Linked DNA regions of Sus scrofa: region 1 is linked to region 2. Evidence: chromatin contacts called from public Hi-C data. All regions are on one chromosome and are shown on one strand. The core of a region is the stretch at or near the end of the contact, and the rest is flanking DNA. Distances in the headings are between cores, read along the strand shown.

What was found. Hi-C and Micro-C count contacts between places; a contact is called where the count stands out from the background.
Region 1: a contact with region 2 is called in a Hi-C map of liver, with 2.8 times the contacts expected there. The contact joins the promoter of SNRPG here to the promoter of C3H2orf42 in region 2. A contact is called at or near these places in 2 of 47 Hi-C or Micro-C datasets (heart right ventricle and liver).

The regions. Positions count from the first base shown.
Region 1 is chr3:72,196,132-72,201,172 of Sscrofa11.1, forward strand. It overlaps SNRPG (small nuclear ribonucleoprotein G), which reads left to right and starts at 2,591. Exons shown (of 4, transcript XM_003125052.4): 1 at 2,591-2,744. The coding sequence starts at 2,713. FAM136A (protein FAM136A) reads left to right here. Exons shown (of 3, transcript XM_003125051.6): 3 at 1-658.
Region 2 is chr3:72,288,050-72,292,641 of Sscrofa11.1, forward strand. C3H2orf42 (chromosome 3 open reading frame, human C2orf42) reads left to right here and starts at 1,535. Exons shown (of 10, transcript NM_001243818.1): 1 at 1,535-1,587.

The DNA of each region.
Region 1 (5,041 bases), core at 1,341-3,840, 91 kb before region 2:
GATGTGCCTTATTTAAAATGCTCACACATTTACATCTTTCAGCCTGAAGACCCTGCAGAAATATGAGAGGTGATGTCACACTGGTATGGGAAGCAAATCTTCCCTTTCACAGGTAGCCACGATGGGCCCTAAGGCTGCAGCAGAGGGACAGAACAATCTTACGATGACACTCACCCTTGAAGGGGATCTTGATTGTGCTGTATACTAGGACTTAGGCATGAACAGTGAAAGAGAAACTTTTATCTTCTTAATTAAGAGAGTTGTGAAGTACTGGATTTGGAAAAATCTGGTTTTCATAAAACAGATAGAATGAAAGCCTAAACCCAGTATTGCTTACTTTGCCACCTGAAATAACAAGGCTCTATTGAGACAATCCCTTGGCAACATGAAGGTCAAGGGAGAAAAAGCAACTCAGGGGCCAGCTGTGACTTCTTGGAAAAGAGGGACAGCCCCTCATTACCAAATACCAATTTTGTCAGGGCCTTTGGTTCCTGCCCCAGTTCTGGCACCTTATTGTTTTGATAAGGACCTTGTTGTCTTTTTACCAACTTATTACTTGAAATGATAATATAGCCTGTCTGTTCGCTGTTTCAAGACCGTGATATATTTTCCTAGTGGTTTGGTTTTAAAAATAAATAAGGTTTAATTTTTTCTTCCACATTGTATTTCTTTCCTTATATCTGGGCAGTGAATATATAACTTTTTCAGGATGTTTCTCTTTGTAATGTGTGAAATAAATTTAAGAGGTCCAGGGGAGTGAAAATTAGTTTTGTGTTATTGTTCAGATGCTTGTAAATGAGAAGAGTCTTTGAGGGCAGACTAGGGCACTACAAACTTAAGTCCTTTAGTGTAAAACAAACTATAAGGCTGAAAAAGAAATTCAATATTCATGTCAGGTCTCTAGCTTCAATTAAACACTAACAGCAAGAAGTGGAAAAGACCGATATCACTCCTCTAGAGAAAATGCAATGTCGAGGTTTTTGAGTAAGATATATGATAATTTTGTCTCTACTTATATATCTAAGAAATGAACTGAATCTTGTAGAACCATCCCTACTTAAAATCACCAATGCTTTCCCTTTTTTTAATTTTTGTTATAGTTTATTTACAATGTTCTGTCAGTTTCTGCTGCCCAGTTGTACAACCAATGCTTTTCCGTTTTGGCCTAAGTCTTCTATAATCCCTATTGTTCTTGATTCATAAATGTGGGCTGCTCCTCTTTTGGGAAACTTAACTAGGATCAAATCAGACCATTTTTTACACCTTTCGACTTGAAAATCAATATTTTAGAAATCATCTGTGTGCTGCTCTTCATACTTTATATAGAGGGGCAAGGTACAGTTAAGTGGGGTTTTGGAAGCATTGCAGGACTGTCCGTGGGGAATATACTTATGACCTCTAGATTAAAATTTTTTTTTTTTTTTTTTTTTTTTTTGTCTTTTTGCTATTTCTTTGGGCCGCTCCCGCGGCATATGGAGGTTCCCAGGCTAGGGGTCGAATCGGAGCTGTTGCCACCGGCCTACGCCAGAGCCACAGCAACGCGGGATCCGAGCCATGTCTGCAACCTACACCACAGCTCACGGCAACGCCGGATCGTTAACCCACTGAGCAGGGGCAGGGACCGAACCCGCAACCTCACGGTTCCTAGTCGGATTCGTTAACCACTGCGCCACGACGGGAACTCCTCTAGATTAAAATTTTTGGAAACTGAGGCCCCCTCACTCTATTCCTTTGGTGCAGAGGTCGTTAACTGAGCTGTTACTAGAACCTTAGTTGTAGCATGACATCCTGTGGGAATACTAAAATACCACAGGTTCAACAGTGAAGCAAATACCTCAAAGCAAGTCACAAGATTTTTTTTTTCTTAGTGTGATTACCTATCATAGATCACCATAACGAATACAGTAATGAAAAAATTTGAAATACTGTAAGAATTATCAAAATGACACAGACACAAAGTGAACAAATGCTCTTGGGAAAATGGCGCTGGGAGATTTGCTGGACTCTGGGCTGCCTCAAACCTTCAATTTGCTAAATTAAAAAAAAAAAAAAAACGAGTTCCCGATGTGGCTCAGGGAGTTAAGAACCGGACTAGTATCCATGAGGATACTAGTTTGATTCCTGGCCTCGCTCAGTAGGTTAAGAATCCAGCGTTGCTTTGTCTATGGCAAAAGCCAGCAGCTGCAGCGCAGATTTGACCCACAGCCTGGGAACTTCCATATGCGGAGGGTTCGGTCCTAAAAAGACCAAAAAAAAAAAAACCGCAGTGTTTGCAGAGGACAACAAAGGGAAGAACAACACATGGAAGTATGCACACACATGCCAAAGAAATTTTTAGGAGCCTACCCCTCCAGAGCTTATTTTCATCTGGTAGCGTCAAGACAACTTTGCAACCCACAAAGACAATGAGTTAACCAGCGTCCTTCAAATGCTAGAGGCAGGAACAGCAACCCAATTACAAAGAGGAATATAAAGACTGGAGGCCCCACCCCTCCGCTCTAGCCAATCCCTGGCGACACAACGGAAGCTTGGGACTGATCTGCGAGCTCAGGATTTTCCTAAGTATCGCGACGTGAAACGTGAAAGCGGCCAACAATCAATTGGCTAACGGGATCAGTGACGTCAGACGCAAAGCACCGGGCCTACCGCTGGAGCGTGAGGGAGAACACGAATTCCGTTTGGAGGTTTCTTTGAGTTCGCGGAGTAGGCATCATGAGCAAAGCTCACCCGCCGGAGTTGAAGAAGTAAGTATGCATGAGGGCCGCGCATAAATGGCGGCTTCTTTGTAGGCCTTGAGTTCCTTGGATCCCCAGCCATTTCCGGAGAGTGTGTCTGCCGTGCTTATTGCCACTGGCTGCCGCCGCGATCCGGGCCACCGTCCCACGTTTCCGGGCCTGCATCCCGCGCAAATGTTGTATTTCGGCCTGGTGGGCATGCTTTTCAAAGACGTAAAGGCCCCTCCGTCTGCAGGTTTGCCTCCCAGGCCGGAGTTCCTGGCCGGGTCTCTGGCACTCGATCCTTCGTTACTTAAAGATCTTGAATACCACAGTTAGCTGAACGCCTTGAGTAGCATCACGTTCGAGATAAGGTGGTTGGACAGTAATTCTGTAAGGAACTAAGGAGGTGGATGGAATGGAATTGTTTTGATGGTATATGAGAAATTCAAAAGCTGCCTTCATCTTAGTGTGTTGGTGGTTCCTTTGAGCTTTAACTTAGAAATCCCGTTCTTGGGAGTTCCCGTCGTGGCGCAGTGGTTAACGAATCCGATTAGAAACCATGAGGTGGCGGGTTCGGTCCCTGCCCTTGCTCAGTGGGTTAAGGATCCGGCGTTGCCGTGAGCTGTGGTGTAGGTTGCAGACTCGGCTCGGATCCCGCGTTTCTGTGGCTCTGGTGTAGGCCAGTGGCTACAGCTCCGATTCAGCCCCTAGCCTGGGAACCTCCATATGCCGCGGGAGCGGCCCAAAGAAATAGCAAAAAGACAAAAAAAAAAAAAGAAATCCCGTTCTTTTTTCTTAATTTCTTGCACTTAGGTTGAACTTGAATGTGTGATATTTTGCTCTGTTAACTGGAATGCGTGAGAACATTCATTTTTCTCTAATTAGAGAAGGCTCTTTTGTTGGGGGGGTGTTCTTGGTAAGATTTCCTTTTTGATTCTTAAGATATTAATGAGAGTTTTTAATTACCTTTCTTTTCTTATATGTAGATTTCAATAATTGTGAGATCCTGCCAGGTCTACCTCCAAAATGACTTTTAACTTTTTCTTCCTTACCATCTTTTTTTGGAGTTCCCTCGTGGCTCAGCCGGTTAAGGATCCAACATGGCACTGCTGTGGTTCAAGTTCAGTCCCTAGCCCAGGAACTTCCGCATGCCACCCACGAGGCCCGAAATCTTTTTTTTTTTTTGCATTTTTATATCTTCCGTCTGCTTTTAATATAATTCTGTGGTTCTTAACTGTGGTGTAGAGAGTCTGGTTCTACCAGCATTTAGTAGGTAGAGGCCAGGGTTCCTGCTAAATATTCTACAGTGCACTGGACATCACTCAACAACAGAATTATCTGGTCCCAGATGTCAGTATGCCAAGGTTGAGATACCCTGGCCCAATCATATTCTTCCTACCCCTCTTAAAAATCATTGCCAAAGTAGTCTTTTTTTTCCCCCAGTTTTTTTGAGATAAAATTGACCTACAGCACTACGTAAGTTCAAGATGTACAGCGTAATGGATTGATTTACACATGCTTCAGTAATCTTAGCCATGCCTGATACTGCTGCAGTAACTTATTGCCATCTGCATAATAAAGTCCAGACTTCTTGAACCAGCAGTAACGCTCCTCCATTTGAAATCCAAGCACCAAATATTACACACGCTAATATTTGAGTACCATGTTCTTGGGCCAAACTGAACCATTTGATTTTGCTCAAACTTTTTCACTGCTGAGTGACTTTGGAAATTTTACTTAACCTTTCTGGGCCTTGGTTCCCCATCTGTTAATTGGTGGTAATAACAATGCATAACTTAAAAAGCTTTCATAAGGATTAAATAAAATAAGTTCATATGTGTTATATTTGTGTTTTTTTATAACATCCTAGTAAAATTGATTGTTTTACATGTCATACTATATATTTTTATTTGTAAAAACCTGTCTTCTTACACCTTCTTCAGGCCTCATGTCTTATTTATCTTTGAATTCTCCATGATATACATTAAAATTGAATGAAGTTTCATATTTTCTAGCCTACAGCAAAGAGGTAAAAACTGGTTTGACTTGTTGGCTTCATATTCTTTTTGTCTTTAGGGCTGCACGCACGGCATATGGAGGTTCACAGGTGGGGGGTCGAATGGGAGCTGTAGCTGTAGCCCCTGGCCTAAACCACAGCCACACCAGATCGGAGCTGTGTCTGTGAGCTACACCACAACTCATGGCAATGCCAGATCCTTAACCACTGAGTGAGGTCAGGGTCCAACCTGCATCCTCATGGATACTCGTTAGATTCACTTCTGCTGAGCCATGACGGGAACGCCCTTGGCTTCATATTCTCATAC
Region 2 (4,592 bases), core at 285-2,784:
AGGAGTTCCTGTCATGGCACAGTGGTTAATGAATCCGACTAGGAACCATGAGGTTGCAGGTTCGATCCCTGGCCTTGCTCAGTGGGTTAAGGATCCGGCGTTGCCATGAGCTGTGGTGTAGGTCACAGACGCATCTTGGATCTGGTGGTGCTGTGGCTGTGGTGTAGGCAGCTACAGCTCCGATTTGACCCTTAGCCTGGGAACCTCCATATGCTGCAGTTGCAGCCCTAAAAAAAAAGAAAAAAAAAAAACCTTATAAATTGAAATAAGCAAAATTGGAAAAATTTCCTGGAAAAAATGTGCCCACCTCCCCCTACCTCCAGTTTAAGAAACAACATAACAAACCTTAATCTTGGAAAAGTCCATTTGTCTTATTAATAGTTGAGAAGACTAAGGTTCTGCTAACTAAAGAATGTCACTCACCATCTGGTTCCACAAGGTTAAAGTCATTATCCACTGCAGTCACAGACTTTCAGTTTGCAGATTAGGATTGAGGTACTCTCTGCTCTGGGAAAACTGGCAAAACAGGACTTCAGATAAATATTTTCAGAAGAAGATTTTATGAATCCATTTTTTTGTATCTTCCCATACTTAGAAGAGCACTAAAATTACTAGCTAAGATAGCTGTGTCCTGTGACCAGAAGCAACCTTCTAACAAGATGTGTGCTTGATTGCACATACTCCTTCTCTTAGATATATGACCTCCCTCCATATCTTTTTGGAGCTCTTCCTCAGAACTATCTGAGAGGCTGTCTCTGGGCTTATAGTCTTATAACCCAGAATACAACTGAACCACAGTTCTCACCTTTTTATTTATTCATACTATTTCATGTGACAGTTCTCAGCCACCCAGTCCACAGTGCCATCACTAATAAGGAGCAGTATGAAAGCCAAAGGTGTAGGAAATCTCATTCCAGAGTTTTCCCACACACAGGCCTCACCCTTGACACATTTTAACTCATGAACTATTGTCAACAAAGAGTATTCAGATTTATTCTGTGTGATTCCAATAATCAAAACTAGGTCACACCAGAAGCCAATAACAACTCATTATAAGGGAAACATTCAAGTAATATGTCAGAGTGTAATTAAGGGAGAAAAAGATGACCTGATGCAAACACACAAGTGATAGAAACAACGAATTCTTTGGTGAACAAGACTCCCTTGACAGAACACTAAATCGCTCGCATCTGACATCTGCTAATAATGCAGAAAATCTAAGGAGATTTTTTTCATCAATGGTCAATGGAATTCTACTCAGACTTAGGACTCGCTCAGGCCTAAAACAGTGACGACTAATCCTAGAGCTCTGGGCTTCCAGCACCAGCAGGGTCGGCCAGAAGCACTCTAGGCACAGCAAAGAACCTAAACTGTACAGTCGTCAGGTCAGCGTAGATTCCACCATCGGATTCCGCAGCAATAGTCAGCTGGCTCCAAAAGGAGGAAACTACAACTCCCGTCAGACAACGCGAGCCCAGGTAGGCGTGCTCTAGCCGCGCGTGGGCGGCTCTGACCAATAGCGACTGTCGTTACAGCGAACAGTTTGGCCGCGTTTGTAAAAGGACGCGGCAGGAGAAGAGAGAGGAGGTGAGGGCGGTCATCAGCGTGGGGGCCTAGGGCCGCGGGGTGGGTTGCGCAGGGCAGGTAAGGGGGGCTGTGCTAAAAGAAGGGGGGTGCGGCTATGGGACAAGGACGTAGAGCCGGGAGTCCCGGCGCATAGCGTGTCCCGAGGGCAGGGTACCGGCCAGGTGATGCTTCTGCTCGGGCCTACTTAGGACCGGAAGTAAGCGGTCGCGCGGGGAGGCTGCCGGGAAGCTGGTCCCGGGTAGTGCGTCAAGGGGCAGGCGGTCCCGGAAGCCAGGTGGGAGGTGATCGTCCTGCAGGCCGCGTGACTGGGCTGTGGTCGGCTTAGCCCCGGTGGCCTTTCTCCATTATCCTGAGGCATCGCAGGGCAAATGGAAGCACCCCGGACCTGGAATTGAGAGTCCTGGCTTATGGTCCTGCCCTTTCCTCTCACTTGTGGTTTGACAAGGAATCCAGATTGCAAACTCACGTTAAGTTATCTGGAGACTGGCTGAGGGATGTTAATCAAATCACTACTTTCTCTGAGCCAACTTCTTCATCTCCAAGATGGGTAAAATAGTACCTACTTCACAGGATCGTGGTGAGCAATACATAGCAATACATGAGTAAATGCATGGGAAGGGCTTACTTGTACTCAGTAAACATTAGCAAGTTTATGTCTTATTCAAGGTGACCCTTTATTCTCTTCACTTACTGTGCTTCACAAGCATTAAACAGCATTCACCAAACTGTATAGCCCTGCAAAGAGTAACGGGCTGAAAACCCAGTAGTTCAAGGAATGTTCGTGGGGTAGCTCTTCCAGCCCCAGTCCCTTTAACGCCATCTGATTGAGGAGGCTGTTTAGTAAACTTGCTGGGGAAGAGGAGACCCTTTCTTAGGCAGGATTCAAATATAGGTTGTTTACAAGTTGTGTTACTTGTTTATATATGCTTTCAGCATAGAATCTAACAAGTAATACTAGTAACGGTTTAAAATTCAGATAGTACAAAACAGCGAATTGTACATCTCCCTCCCACTTTGTATTTTTCAAGTCCCCAGTCACTTCTTCTGAGACAACAGATTCTGAATCAGATTGAGAATGATTTTAGAACCCTATAAGTATATGAGGATGGGGGTTTGATCCCTGGCCTTGCTCATTGGGTTAAGGATCTGGCATTGCCGTAAGCTGTGGCACAGGTTGAAGACGTGGCTGTGGAGTAAGCTGGCAGCTGCAGCTCTAGTTTTCGACCCCTGGCCTGGAAACTTCCATATGTCATAGCTGTAGACTTAGAAATCAAAACAGTGGCGTTCCCATCGTGGCTCAGTGGTTAACGAACCCGACTAGTATTCATGAGGACTCCGGTTCCATCCCTGGCCTTGCTCAGTGGGTTAAGGATCTGGCGTTGCCATGAGCTGTGGTGTATGTCACAGACATGGCTTGGATCCCAGGTTGTTGTGGCTGTGGCTTAAGCTGGCAGCTCCAGCTCCAGTTTAACCCCTAGCCTAAGAGCTTCCATATGCCATGGGTGGGGCCCTAAAAAAAAAAACAAAAGACCAAAAAAAAAAAAAAAAAAGAGAGAGAGAAATCAAAATGGAACAAACAAACAAACAAAATACTTCAGTGAATAACCTTATATGTTTCTCATTTCACATGGGAGTATACCTGTAAGACAATTTCTTAGTGGAGTTACTGGGTCGAAGGAATAGGCAGAGAAGACATCAGATAATCCCCAATTGGGGGACATAATATAAAATACTCAACTCTTCAAAGTTGTCAAGATTATGAAAAACAAGGAAAGATGAATTCATAGATCAGATAAGACTAAGGAGATATGATGACTAAATGCAATGTGGTATCTTGGATTGGATCCTGGGAGAGAAAAAGGACAAAGTTTAGAGTTTAATTAGTAAACTAAATTCCAATGTTGATTTCTTAGTTTTGACAAATATCCTGTGGTAATATATGTTGTAAACATTAGGGGAATCTGGGTGAAAGGTATCTGGGAACTCTGTTCTTTCTTTGCAACTTTTCTGAAAATGTGAAATTATTCTGAAAGTAAAAGTTTAGGGGGTTCCCCTTGTGGCACAGTGGAAACAAATCTGACCAGTAACGCTGAGGATGTGGGTTTGATACCTGGCTTTGATCATTGGGTCGGGGATCTAGCATTGCTGTGAGCTGTGGTGTAGGTCACAAACATGGCTTGGATCCTGAGTTGCTGTGGCTGTGGCTGTGACTGTGGCTAGGCTGGAGCTGTAGCTCTGATTTGACCCCTAGGCTGGGCACTTCCATGTGCCACAGGTGTGGCCCTAAAAAAAATAAAAGGTTTATTCTTTTAAAAAAAAATGGCATTAGGGAAAAACTGGTGAAATCCTCACAGTCTGTCGTGGAGTTAATAATATTGTATCAATGTTAAGACTGTAGTTTTGGGGAGTTCCCATCATGGCGCAGTGGTTAACGAACCCGACTAGGAACCATGAGGTTGCGGGTTCGATCCCTGCCCTTGCGCAGTGGGTTAACGATCTGGCGTTGCCATGAGCTGTGGTGTAGGTTGCAGATGCGGCTCGGATCCCGAGTTGCTGTGGCTCTGGCGTAGGCCGGTGGCTGCAGCTCCGATTAGACCCCTAGCCTGGGAACCTCCATATGCCGCGGGAGCGGCCCAAAAAATAGCCAAAAGACAAAAAAAAAAAAAAAGACTAGTTTTGACAAATGTCCCATGGTTATGTAAGATGTTAACATTTGGGGAAGCTGGGTAAAGGGTATACAGGAACTATCTATGCTGTCTTTGTCCTTTTTATATAAATCAAGTTATTTCAGAATTAATGGTTTTTTAATTTTTTATTTTACTTATTTATTTTTTTGCCATTTCTTGGGCCGCTTCCGCGGCATATGGAGGTTCCCAGGCTAGGGGTCTAATCGGAGCTGTAGCTGCCAGCCTACGCCAGAGCCACAGCAACGCAGGATCCGAGCCGAGTCTGCAATCTACACCACAGCTCATGGCAACGCCAGATCGTTAACCCACTGAGCAAGG